3 separate regions of the Sus scrofa genome follow, and regions 2 and 3 are each linked to region 1. Evidence: chromatin contacts called from public Hi-C and promoter capture Hi-C data. All regions are on one chromosome and are shown on one strand. Each heading gives the region's core, a stretch centred on a gene start, on an enhancer-like site or on the middle of the called end of the contact. The rest is flanking DNA. Distances are from core to core; before and after follow the strand shown.

The links. Promoter capture Hi-C pulls out the DNA fragments that hold promoters and counts their contacts. Hi-C and Micro-C count contacts between places; a contact is called where the count stands out from the background.
Region 2: a contact with region 1 is called in a promoter capture Hi-C map of liver, with 3 times the contacts expected there. The contact joins the promoter of SF3B4 here to the promoter of LOC110255273 in region 1. A contact is called at or near these places in 1 of 5 promoter capture datasets (liver) and 4 of 47 Hi-C or Micro-C datasets (blood, heart right ventricle, liver and 1 more).
Region 3: a contact with region 1 is called in a Hi-C map of liver, with 2.1 times the contacts expected there. The contact joins the promoter of HFE2 here to the promoter of LOC110255273 in region 1. A contact is called at or near these places in 2 of 5 promoter capture datasets (fetal liver and liver), 23 of 47 Hi-C or Micro-C datasets (alveolar macrophages, blood, brain and 11 more) and 2 of 2 datasets of contacts at active chromatin or transcription factors (alveolar macrophages and skeletal muscle).

Annotation. Positions count from the first base shown.
Region 1 is chr4:99,214,579-99,218,171 of Sscrofa11.1, reverse strand. LOC110255273 (histone H2B type 2-F) reads right to left here and starts at 1,435. Exons shown (of 1, transcript XM_021089927.1): 1 at 1-1,435. The coding sequence starts at 297.
Region 2 is chr4:99,121,858-99,125,318 of Sscrofa11.1, reverse strand. SF3B4 (splicing factor 3B subunit 4) reads right to left here and starts at 1,755. Exons shown (of 6, transcript XM_001926489.5): 1 at 1,628-1,755; 2 at 1,020-1,148; 3 at 1-483. The coding sequence starts at 1,661. It overlaps MTMR11 (myotubularin related protein 11), which reads right to left. Exons shown (of 17, transcript NM_001243446.1): 17 at 2,510-3,197. The coding sequence ends at 3,051.
Region 3 is chr4:99,326,176-99,330,142 of Sscrofa11.1, reverse strand. It overlaps HFE2 (hemojuvelin), which reads right to left and starts at 2,154. Exons shown (of 4, transcript XM_005663519.3): 1 at 1,930-2,154; 2 at 470-656; 3 at 1-74. The coding sequence starts at 566. All of the region lies in intron 2 of LOC106510173 (a long non-coding RNA gene), which reads left to right.

The sequences.
Region 1 (3,593 bases), core at 186-2,685:
CACGGCCGTCTGGATCTCCCGGGACGTGATGGTCGAGCGCTTGTTGTAATGAGCCAGGCGGGACGCTTCGCCCGCGATGCGCTCGAAGATGTCGTTGACGAAGGAGTTCATGATGCCCATGGCCTTGGACGAGATGCCGGTGTCTGGATGAACCTGTTTCAGCACTTTGTATACATACACAGAGTAACTTTCCTTGCGGCTTCGCTTGCGCTTTTTGCCATCCTTCTTCTGCACTTTTGTTACAGCCTTTTTAGACCCTTTTTTAGGAGCAGGAGCAGATTTTGCTGGATCCGGCATTTCTGCACGAAGAAAGCCCACGCGCCCACAAAAATGATGCTGACTACATCCAAGCTGGTCGGTTACGCGCTACTTATAGAGCCTGTATGCAAATGAAGACTAACTCAGTACTGCGTGTTTATTGGTTAATATCCAACAGTGCCGTCATAGAAGGGTGGAGTCCATGTAAATAAGGTTCGGTCTCGCTTCCTTAGTGGTCCTTAGAACAAAAGTCTTGTTAACCAATCAAAATGTTCTATTTCACACTAACCAGTAAATATGTAAAGTGTAGTTTCACCTGTTTTGTTGATTTTAACTTTTACTGGTTGACTTGTATACGTAGAGATCTGAAGCGCCAGCTAAGGGAAAGTTAAATTTTATTTTTGCATCGTATTACTCCGCTATACCACTTGTGGAAGTCTGATTTTGATTTTTGCAACCAAACCTCAGCCCACTTAAATATTTATTTTTACCTTTTGCGCCTCCTGTCTTAACGCAGTGAGGAAGACACCTCGGGACTCAGCACTGTCTCTTGCCCTTTTTTATCAGTTGAAACGCCAGGAAACTACCGGGTGTTTGACATCCAGCCTAGACCTAGAACTGCTGTCGATCTGAAAACCCAGATCCCAGATCCCCCCAGTTATAATACCGGCCTTCTACTGTCAATTTCTGTATTCAAACTTGTGCTAACATTTTTAACTAGCAGCTTGAAAGGCGTTCCAAAAAAATAAAGCAAAAACTGCGTAGAGCAGACTATCCTCTTGCAGTTTTCCCACGTAAGCAGCAAGCTTAGCCCTCTGGACTTCAGAAATCACGTCAGCACTTGGCCATGACGACCTAGATTTTGCCTGATGCTCCCTCTGGCGTCTGTCGGCTTTAATTCTGTAACCTCACCAACACATACAAGATTACTTGATCCCCTTTACCCTTAACACCTGTGCATAACGAGCCCACCGACATGGCTGAGAGGTGGTACAACTGCTCCTTTTGAAAAGGTGAGTGGCTCTGAAAAGAGCCTTTAAGATAGTCTACGTAAAAAAAAAATGCCTTAAGCCCGCTCCCCGCGGATGCGGCGGGCCAGCTGGATGTCTTTGGGCATGATGGTCACGCGCTTGGCGTGGATGGCACACAGGTTCGTGTCTTCAAACAGCCCCACCAGGTAGGCCTCGCTCGCCTCCTGCAGCGCCATCACGGCCGAGCTCTGGAAGCGCAGGTCCGTCTTGAAGTCCTGCGCGATCTCGCGCACCAGGCGCTGGAAGGGCAGCTTGCGGATCAGCAGCTCGGTCGACTTCTGGTAGCGCCGGATCTCCCGCAGGGCCACGGTGCCCGGCCGGTAGCGGTGGGGCTTCTTCACGCCGCCGGTGGCCGGCGCGCTCTTGCGGGCCGCCTTGGTGGCCAGCTGCTTCCGCGGGGCCTTGCCCCCGGTCGATTTGCGGGCGGTCTGTTTAGTACGCGCCATAATATCTCACTGGTTTCATTTACCTACCCTGAGGCAGTCCTATTTATAGACATAGCCTCATCTTGATTGGGCCAGAAAAATAAGGAATTTCCGGAATTCTTATCTCATTGGCTAGAATTCAATCCTGGGCAAAGCTTGTTATGCTAATCTCCTTATTACCTCCGTACTTTTCTATAACCTTATCGATCACAGATATTTTCTTTTTTAGGCCATTTCTTGAAATTGCTGTAACTTTTAAAACAGCAACTTATAAAGTGTTTTTGCACATTTGGGATTTATATTTTAATCGATTCCTTTGAAATACACGCATGCCCTAGGTTTCAGCCGCATTTCCATTTCTTCTCCCATAGTTAACATTTATTTAGCTCCTGACACTGAGCTAAGCGCACTAGATGTATTACATTATGACTGCGGTTCGACAAAACAATATTCAATTGAAGAAAACATATTTAACTTTACGTTTACCTGATTCAGAACTTCGCCAAAGTTGTGTGCTGGCCAGTACCAATTTACAGAGTAGAGCTCTCCGCCTTTCTTTTGTCATTTTCCCCTGGAAGGCGGTTTCCTCCTTCTCAATCCATCAATGGCTAATTAGGTCCTATAGAGGAAACGCTTCTAAGTAAGGGAAAGTAAGATCAGAAATATTTATTTATTTATTTGGCCATGAGATCCCCCAGCCACTGCAGTGACACCACCAGATCCTTAACCTGCTGCATTAAAGGGAACACAAGACCAGAAATATTAGTTTCTCCTTTACACTGGTGAATAGTTTTAAAGTCAAGTTGCCTATCAGTCAGATTAAAAGTTCAAATAAAGTGTCAAAACAAATAAATTATTTGTTGATTACTGAGTTGCTAGCATATTTTCTTCTATAAAGTGTTTTCTAATTCTTAACATTTCTTATCTTTTCTATTCTTTATAAGGAAATTGAAGATCTTTTTCCTTTTAGTTATTTCATATGCTTTGAAGAATTGCTTGGGAAAATTGCATGTAATAATACCACAGTTATGTAAGGTTACCAATGCTTAAAATTGTAATAATTAATATAAAGACTTTTAATCGCATGCTTCTTTGATTGAAAAAACACTATTGCATCCAAACCACAGAAAAACTCAAACCTGAGAACAAAGGCCCAAGAGGCTCAAAACTTACCTTGATGGTGTCAATATGAATGACTATTTTCCTGAAGTCAAAATGAAGTAAAAGTGATTTTGAGAGGATTTTCTGCGCATTAAACACAGTAGAAACTTATCTTTATATCTCCAAGTTTCCTTGGGCTGCAGCAATCTCCTGCTCTAGAGAAGAGATCTAAATGCTGGAGTTCCCTGGTAGCTCAGAGAGTTAAAGATCTGGCAGTTTTCAACTGTTGTAGCTTGGGTCACTGCTCTAGTGTGGGTTCAATCCCTGACCCACAGAACTTCTGCCATGGGCCAAAAACAAACAAATATCATGCCTAACTGACGTGAAAAACTATTACCCCCTCCTGTGGAGGTTTTGTAATACTGCCCAACATATACAGAACACTACTCAGTATTTTAAAATCCTCAACCTACACTATCTCATTTATTCCCAACTCTGTGAAGTAGATATTATTTGATTTTCCTTATATTACCGATAAAGAAACTGAGTCTCAGAGAAATTATGGCTAATCCTGGATAAATAATAATGCCTGCATAATATTCTAAAGCAAAAGAATGAATGGATCTCCAGTTTCATCAGGCTTGGGGTGTATTTTAAAGTACTGATGAATTTTCCCAACTTACAATCAAATTACTCAACTGAGCTATTGCCATCAGAACGGGAAACTACCCCTGGGGCAGATGTCTGGATGATAGTCCAAAGCTGCCCACCAAAGCGT
Region 2 (3,461 bases), core at 506-3,005, 93 kb after region 1:
GGGGGGCATCTGCAAAGAGCTGATGAGGGCGGTCAGCCTGGGAGAGTGGGTTCTGTGCTGCCAGAAGTCGTTCAGCTGCTGAGCCATGGCGCTCACCCTTGGAGTCCTTCTTGAAGGCATAGGACACAGTGATTGGGCGGTTACAGAGGTACTGCCCATTCATGGCCTCAATTGCTGCATCCGAAGCATCAAATGAAGCAAAATTAATAAAGGCATAACCTTTGGAGTTGCCTGTGTCAGGGTCCCGCATTATCTTGGGGGTTTGTAAGATGACCCCAAAGGCGCTAAAAGTATCATAAAGCAACTTCTCATCAATTTCTGGGTCCAGGTTTCCAATGAAAATGTTGGCTCCCACATCCAGGTTTTTGTTGTGAGCTGATGCCTTGTTCACCCGTATCGGCTTCCCATAGAGTTTGATCATGTTCATGATCTTAATGGCATAGTCAGCATCTTCCTCACTTAAGAACTCCACGAAACCATAGCCTAGGGAAATGGAAAAGAAGAGTTAACTTAAGTGAAGCGATTCAAAATGAGGTATAACTCACCTTCTAAAGTACAAAGAACAAGAAAAAATAATCCTACTTCAACTGAGAATGGTTCCAGAAACAAACTGAGTTTAAGAGAAAGAAAACTTTAGCTTGCTTATTCCAAACAGTTGTGAATACTGCCGGGACCTTCCAGGAGCAGTTTGTTTCCTCAAAACATAACTGCACTTCTTGGGAGTTCCCGTCGTGGCTCAGTGGTTAGCGAATCCGACTAGGAACCATGAGGTTGTGGGTTCGATCCCTGCCCTTGCTCAGTGGGTTAAGGATCCGGCGTTGCCAGTGAGCTGTGGTGTAGGTTGCAGACGCCGCTCGGATCCCACCTTGCTGTGGCTCTGGCATAGGCCAGTGGCTACAGCTCCGATTCAACCCCTAACCTGGGAACCTCCATATGCCGCGGGAGCGGCCCTAGAAATGACAAAAAGACCAAAAAATAAATTAAATGAAAAATAACTGCACTTCTTGCCATGTACTCACCTTGATGCTGACCAGTGACTCTATCCTTTGGCATGTGGGTGTTGACTACTGGCCCTGCCTGGAGAAACAGTTCCCACAGCAGTGGTTCGCTAACTTTCTCATCGAGGCCCCCCACGTACACAGTGGCATCTGGAGGACAGGGTTAGGAGGTTAGGACAGAGATGAGAGGAAATAAGGAGGTGACGGGAACATGAAGTCGGAACCCAGGCGGTGGAGTTGCGGGTGGAGATGGGGTATTGGAGCAAAGAGAAAAAGAAAAGAAAAAAAAAAAAAAAAAAAAAAAAAGACGTTAGCTTATACCCCTACACCGCCCTCCATTCCAGGTAATACAAAATCTTCTTAAATATAATTTAAAGTTCTGGCGCACATTCTCTTTGTAATTTTTTGTGTGCGTGAGTGGGAAGGCAGCAGGGGATGGGACATAGACAACATCACACCTACAGGCCTCAGCCTCTGGGCACCCGTCCATCCCGCCCCAGCAGGCATCAGGCCGGTCTAGCGCCTTTTGGGATGCTCCAATCTCCCGCCCTGGCGGAAACACTGCTGGCTGTAACCCGAGATCCCCCAAACTCCCCTGGGCCCATCCCGGACTTGTGCCCTCCACTCACCCTGATTCCGCTCGGAGATCGGCCCAGCAGCCATGGCGAAAGACCTCCCGCCGTCTCCAGGCAGCGATACCGCCTCCTGACCGCAGTACTACTTCCACTTCCGGGGCGAAGGCGGACGTAGAGGCGGTGGGCGGGGCCTATGCAGGGGAGGAGCCGGAAGCGGCCGCGGCCATTTTAGGAGCCGCTGAGACTTGAAGTGATTGGTGTTACCGTGTTCCGCGGTCTTTGGTTTTGTGTTGAAGTGCCGCTCTGACAGGTTAGGGCGGGGAACGCGGATCGGAATCTCTCAAACGCCCTAAGGCAGTGCTTGAAGTTAAAGGATCACGCTGCTCCCAAAAATGTCAATTCAGGAGCTAAGAGAACAATATTTTTCGTATATTTTGTGGCCTCCTTTGATTCCCAGAGAAGGGTCTTCTGCCCAAGGCGTGGAGGCAGCTGTCCACCCCGGCCCGCAGCCTTTGGACAGATGGGGCCCCATAGTCCTGGCCTGGGCTTTCATTTTTCCTCAGGGAAGGGATTGCGGAATGTCTGAGCTGGAGTGACGTTGAGCTTGCCTAGTCAGTATTGCATTGGGGGTGACGGGAACCAGAGGCTCAGAGATGGGAGTGTGTGTGACCAGCGCTGAAGAGTGGTTAACACTGAAGTCCAGAGGCTTTGGTCTCAACCCCCAGAGCACACCCCAGCCCCAACAACAACGTCTGGGTCTGTTTTTGCCACATCAGCACCACAGGGAGAACCCAAACTATGAATTCTGCAGAGCTTCACCTGAACCATCCCCTTATTTCCTTAGCAGTAATTCGGTCTGTATCTTCCTCTCTTGAGTCACACCATCACTATCTTACCTAGGTTCCTTTATTCAGACACAAGAAACAATGCCAGCAGTGTGTATAAATACTGTGATTTAATGAACTCCTTAAATAGAAATGCCGTTACAAAAATATACAATTGGAAAAGACTGGGTGTCTCCCATAGCCACACCACACCCAGAGAAAACTTTAAGGGAAGAAATAGAAATTGGAATCAAAGGAGCAGCAGGGGGAGGTGAGAAGGAGGTCTGTAGGCCATCTTGTTGGCACTGACAAATTGTTTCTCTGACCTCACAATTTACCAGCTCAGTATCCAAAATTTCCATCCAAAAGGGTTGGAATGCATGAAAAAAGGGCAATCATATTCCGGATTGGTTTTGTTGGTTTTGTTTCTTTAATTCTTCAGGTCACAAGAAACTATTTAAACCAAGAAGGATAGGGTAAGAGTTGGATAAGGTTAGCCACCTATCAGCTATGGAAACTCAAGTCAGTGAGCTTGTTTAAAGGCTGGCATATGAAAGCTGAGGGAGTAAAACCAGATAAGATTTGAAGGATTAGACAGAATTCTCCCTCACCCCAGACCACTCTCTGCCCCGCCCATGAGAGAGCCAGCAATTTCAGTGGGATTGGGAAAGAATGGTATTTGGATCTCTTTTCTTGGAGTGATCCTCAGGAGATATTCTTGGTGTCCATTTCCTTAATAACTCCTGAAGATGGGATAGCTCATCCTGGAGGCCAGCGATTGTGGGAGCTGAGAGGCCCATCTGGGGAGGGGGTGAAGAGAGGCAGAGAGGACTATTATTGCAGCTCTAGCTCTGCTTCTAAGTTCTGTCTGCTACTTCTGGCATCCTTAATTCTTTCCTACTCCAACTATGCCTTAGGTTCCACTTGATATAAGCCACAAGCATTTCCCCCACACTCCCATACCTCTCCACTTTGATCCCAACAGGAATGGTACCTCACTTCCCAATCCCCAGCCCACTGCCTTTCCAACTTCTGGAAACATCTGGTTTCTTCTAGGACATTTG
Region 3 (3,967 bases), core at 905-3,404, 110 kb before region 1:
ACCCCCACTTCTAAGGCTCAGGGTGGAAGATACATACTCAGCATTGCAGCGGAGGATCTTGCATTGAGAATGAGCTGAGGACAGAAGGGAGAGAGGATTTTAAGGTGGCCCCCAGATCCTGGCTATACCATAACACTCCCAAATCTCATCAAGGGATTCCAGCGTATCCAAAAACCCAACAGAGAGCCTTACCCACTCCCCAGCCCCCAGGCCCCAGGTTCCTAGTCTTGTTCTCATTCGGATTTGCTAAAAACGTGTAAGCCCTGCTAGATCTCTTCTCCCTCCGGATCAAAAGCTTTCCCAGTGCCCTTTCCCAAGTTGAGTAGAGAATAATACATACCTATCTGAGAGTGGGGCGAGTGACTGGGACTCCTCAGCCCCCATCTCTTCTCACACATGCGCACATGCCCACCCCTACATAGCAGCCTACCCTCTAGATTCCCCAAACCCTTACCTAACCCTTCCTTACCATGTCCACAGAGGAGCAGCAGGAGAGTGAGAATGCTTAGAGTTGGGGGACTGCCATGGGGGGACCAGGGACTAGGGAACTGGCCTGGATCCCCCATACCTATCCAGCCAGGTCCCCCCAGGCTCCGGTTCTTTCCAGTTGATGACCCTCCTACCTAGTGAATTTTGACCAGACGTCCTGTAAGGGGCTGAAAAAAGAAATTTGGCTGTGCAGGGGGAAAGAGAAGAGTTGAAGATTGTTCAGAATGGTGTGAAGAGAATCTGCGGAGATCAAGAAAAGTTTGAGCAGACTGGAGTTTGGGGAGAATGGGGGTCCCTGAACTAAAAATGTGGCTGTTAAGCCTCTGTGACCTGCTTTTGTGGCTACTTTCAGGTCCCTTATGCAATACTCCTAGGTGGGGGTGGAAGAAAGGTTGAATTGACTGGGGGGGGGGGGGCAGAGTCCACTGTATTGCCCCATTCTGAGCTACCAATCAGCAGAAATGTCAAAAAAAAAAAAAAAAAGAGGAATCATGTGGATAGTGGGTTCCCCAATAGAATTAGGATCTGAAAAGTACTTCAGAAACATACCTCTTACTTGCCCTTCCCCATCAGGATGGGATACTCTCCAGGGGTCATTCATTTCTTTTTCTCCTTTGTGTCAGAATTCTCAGCAAGAAGTTGTAAAGGTGGTATACACATCCCCTCTCTAGAATACCAGTATTCAAATGAAAAGGGAACCCATCTCTTTCATATACTCTAGAGAGCTAAAATTATATCTCTCTCTCATGGAATAATGGGATGTACACCAAGCATGCAAATCAATGTTTGTTGTGGGTCAACAGTTCTTGTATTTTTCCAAACCTTACTGAAGAATCATTCATTCCATTAATCTTTCCTTTGCAAGTTTAGAAGTTCTCAGTCTTTTGATGTGGATGGGGCTTGAGGAGGGACTAACTCTCTCTTGCCAAACTACCCTCTCCAAGGGTAAGGATATGACTGAGGGAGAGTCATGTAGGAGGGAGAGTAGGATGACTGAGACTAGAGTCATGGGGAGAAATCATTTACAACAAGGAGTAGCCCTACCCTTAGAAGCCCAACGTGAAGGGCACTACTAAGTAGGAGCAGGGTAGAAGGGTAGCAGTGACTAATCATCTGAGGTTAAATTTGGCCTTGGTGAGAAAACCACAGAATAGGAGATATGGGAACCTCCTACTAAAGAAAGAGACTTCACTAGTAGTCTTGAGGCAACCAGATGAGGAGAGAGCCAAGACTCCCAAAGGAGAGACAGAAATTTAAACTTCTAATGGCCAGAGAACAGAAAGAAATAAGACAGAAGGAGAAATGGACACTGGGGCACCTCAGTATGGAAGAGATCCTAGCTTTCAGACCAGAGACATCCAAGAAGGTGTCTTAATTTTATGAAAGTCTAACTTCACTCCAAAAGCTTATTAAAGGAATTGCAATTTCATTTTGACTTACTGTTTCCAGACGTCAAATATTAGTCTGATATCCAGTTCTCCAGCCATGACTGTCTACTGTGTCAGTCAGCTCCAGCCAGGGGATCCCCCGTCTCTTTCTCCATGTCTTCCCCAGGTCCCCAGACCGGTGGCAATCTCACTGAGGTCAGGGAACCAGAGAAGGTCTGATGTGGGGGGAAGGGAGAGTATATGGCTGGCCAGAGTACTGGACAGCTGAGCGGGGGAGGGAGGTGGCTACTGAGTTGACTGTTTTAAAAATAGCTAAGTCCAAAATTCCAGGAACATTGGTGGGGGTAGGGTGTTGGAGTTGGGGGAGTGGGGAGGGTAGGAGGATTGGAAAGAATATGGAGTATAGGGTGCCAAGTGCGGAAGGGGGGCAGAAATATGACAATCAAGTCAGATGTCCAATTTGAGCTTATATAATTCTAGTTAGTGCCTACTTCAGGCAGCCCTGAAGTATTGTTAAAAATGAGCTCTTGACCTTTAAAAATTAGAATGGACAATTGTATACATTTTGTTCATCACCTTCAAGCCTGCTATGTTAAATATGGCATTTAGTTTCTACAGAACACATCTAGGAGGTAGCTGACTTTAAATAAGGTCCATAACAGAGATAGTTCACAGCACCCCCACCCCCCATCTTTGCAGAGTAAATCAGATGGACTAAAACAGCCAGCTGTCTAGAGAAGAAATCTGAGCTCTGAGTTGTTTAGGATGAGGGTTTGTTTCAGTCTACTAGCTCAGATCCTTGCAGCTGTCTACCCTACATCCTCCATTTTCATTCCCTTATTTATACAGCAATTCCTCTTCCCCAAAATACACACAAAAATATAAGCTCCTGAGTTGCTGGGGGGAGAAGGCTAGGAAGGGCAAGAAGAAGGAATGGGGATAGAAAATTTGAAGGTTATTAATCCACAGAGGAGAGGACCTTGGAGAGATAAACTGAGAGAAAAAGAGATTCAGAAAGATATTTTTGTGGAGTAAGATAATCTGGTGACCTCTTATAAGATGTTGCAGTCAAGGAATTTAGCCATGTCATATTTTAGCAGCCATAGGCATCATCACCTCTTAGTATTTGCCAAGTGAAATTAACACAAGGGCCGACCTCAAATAGTGTCACTAATGCATCTGCATTAATTTGCTCTATACTTAATTCAGAATCTAGAGGCCCACGGAACACTCTTCTCTTTATTTTACATGTGTATCTGAAAATTTTAGTTTTTCTCTTGATGCCATGAAGCCATATCACAAGGGTTGTTTTTGGGTTTTGTTTTGGCCGTACCCATGGCATGCAGAAGTTCCCAGGCCAGGCCAGGGATCAAACCCTCACCACAGTGGTGACCTGAGCCACAGCAGTGACAACACTGGATCCTTAACCTACTGAGCCACCAGGGAACTCCACAAGGGTTTATATTACAAAAGTGTAAAATGACTCCAACCAAACTATCCAAGTGACTTTAAAACACAATAATTTGGGAGTTTCCTGGTGGCCTAGTGGTTAAGGATTCAGCATTGTCACTGTAGTCAAATAAATAAATAAATACAATAAGTTGACTATGAAATCCCAAGTGAGATTACTCTAAGGACAAAAAGAAGTGCAAAATATTTTAAAGCAGTCATGTTGGTGGTAGTGTTGGTATTGCTATTCTGAAAGCTTTGTGGGTATATCGTGGGATAAAACAAATGAGTAATTACATTCTTGTGAACCAGGATTTTAGAGGTAGCATAAAGAGGTACAGATTTATGATTGAAGTAAAAACGCTACAATTCTGAATTTAAATTGGAAGTATAACTCATAGCTATACTTTTATGTACAGTATATCCTCACAGTTTTACAGAGTACACAGGCTATATTTTATCCTCAAACATTTCCTAACTTTATCTTGAAAAGGCCTAGAAGCAATAACCCAGTAGCAATGAACACCACTAGTGTCCAAACTGAGCTATCTCAATACTATTTCAAAGACTGTTAGATTTCTATCAAAGAACTCAGAAGAAACTAGAAGAGTTCCCTCTGATCAAAGATGGGACAATTTGAG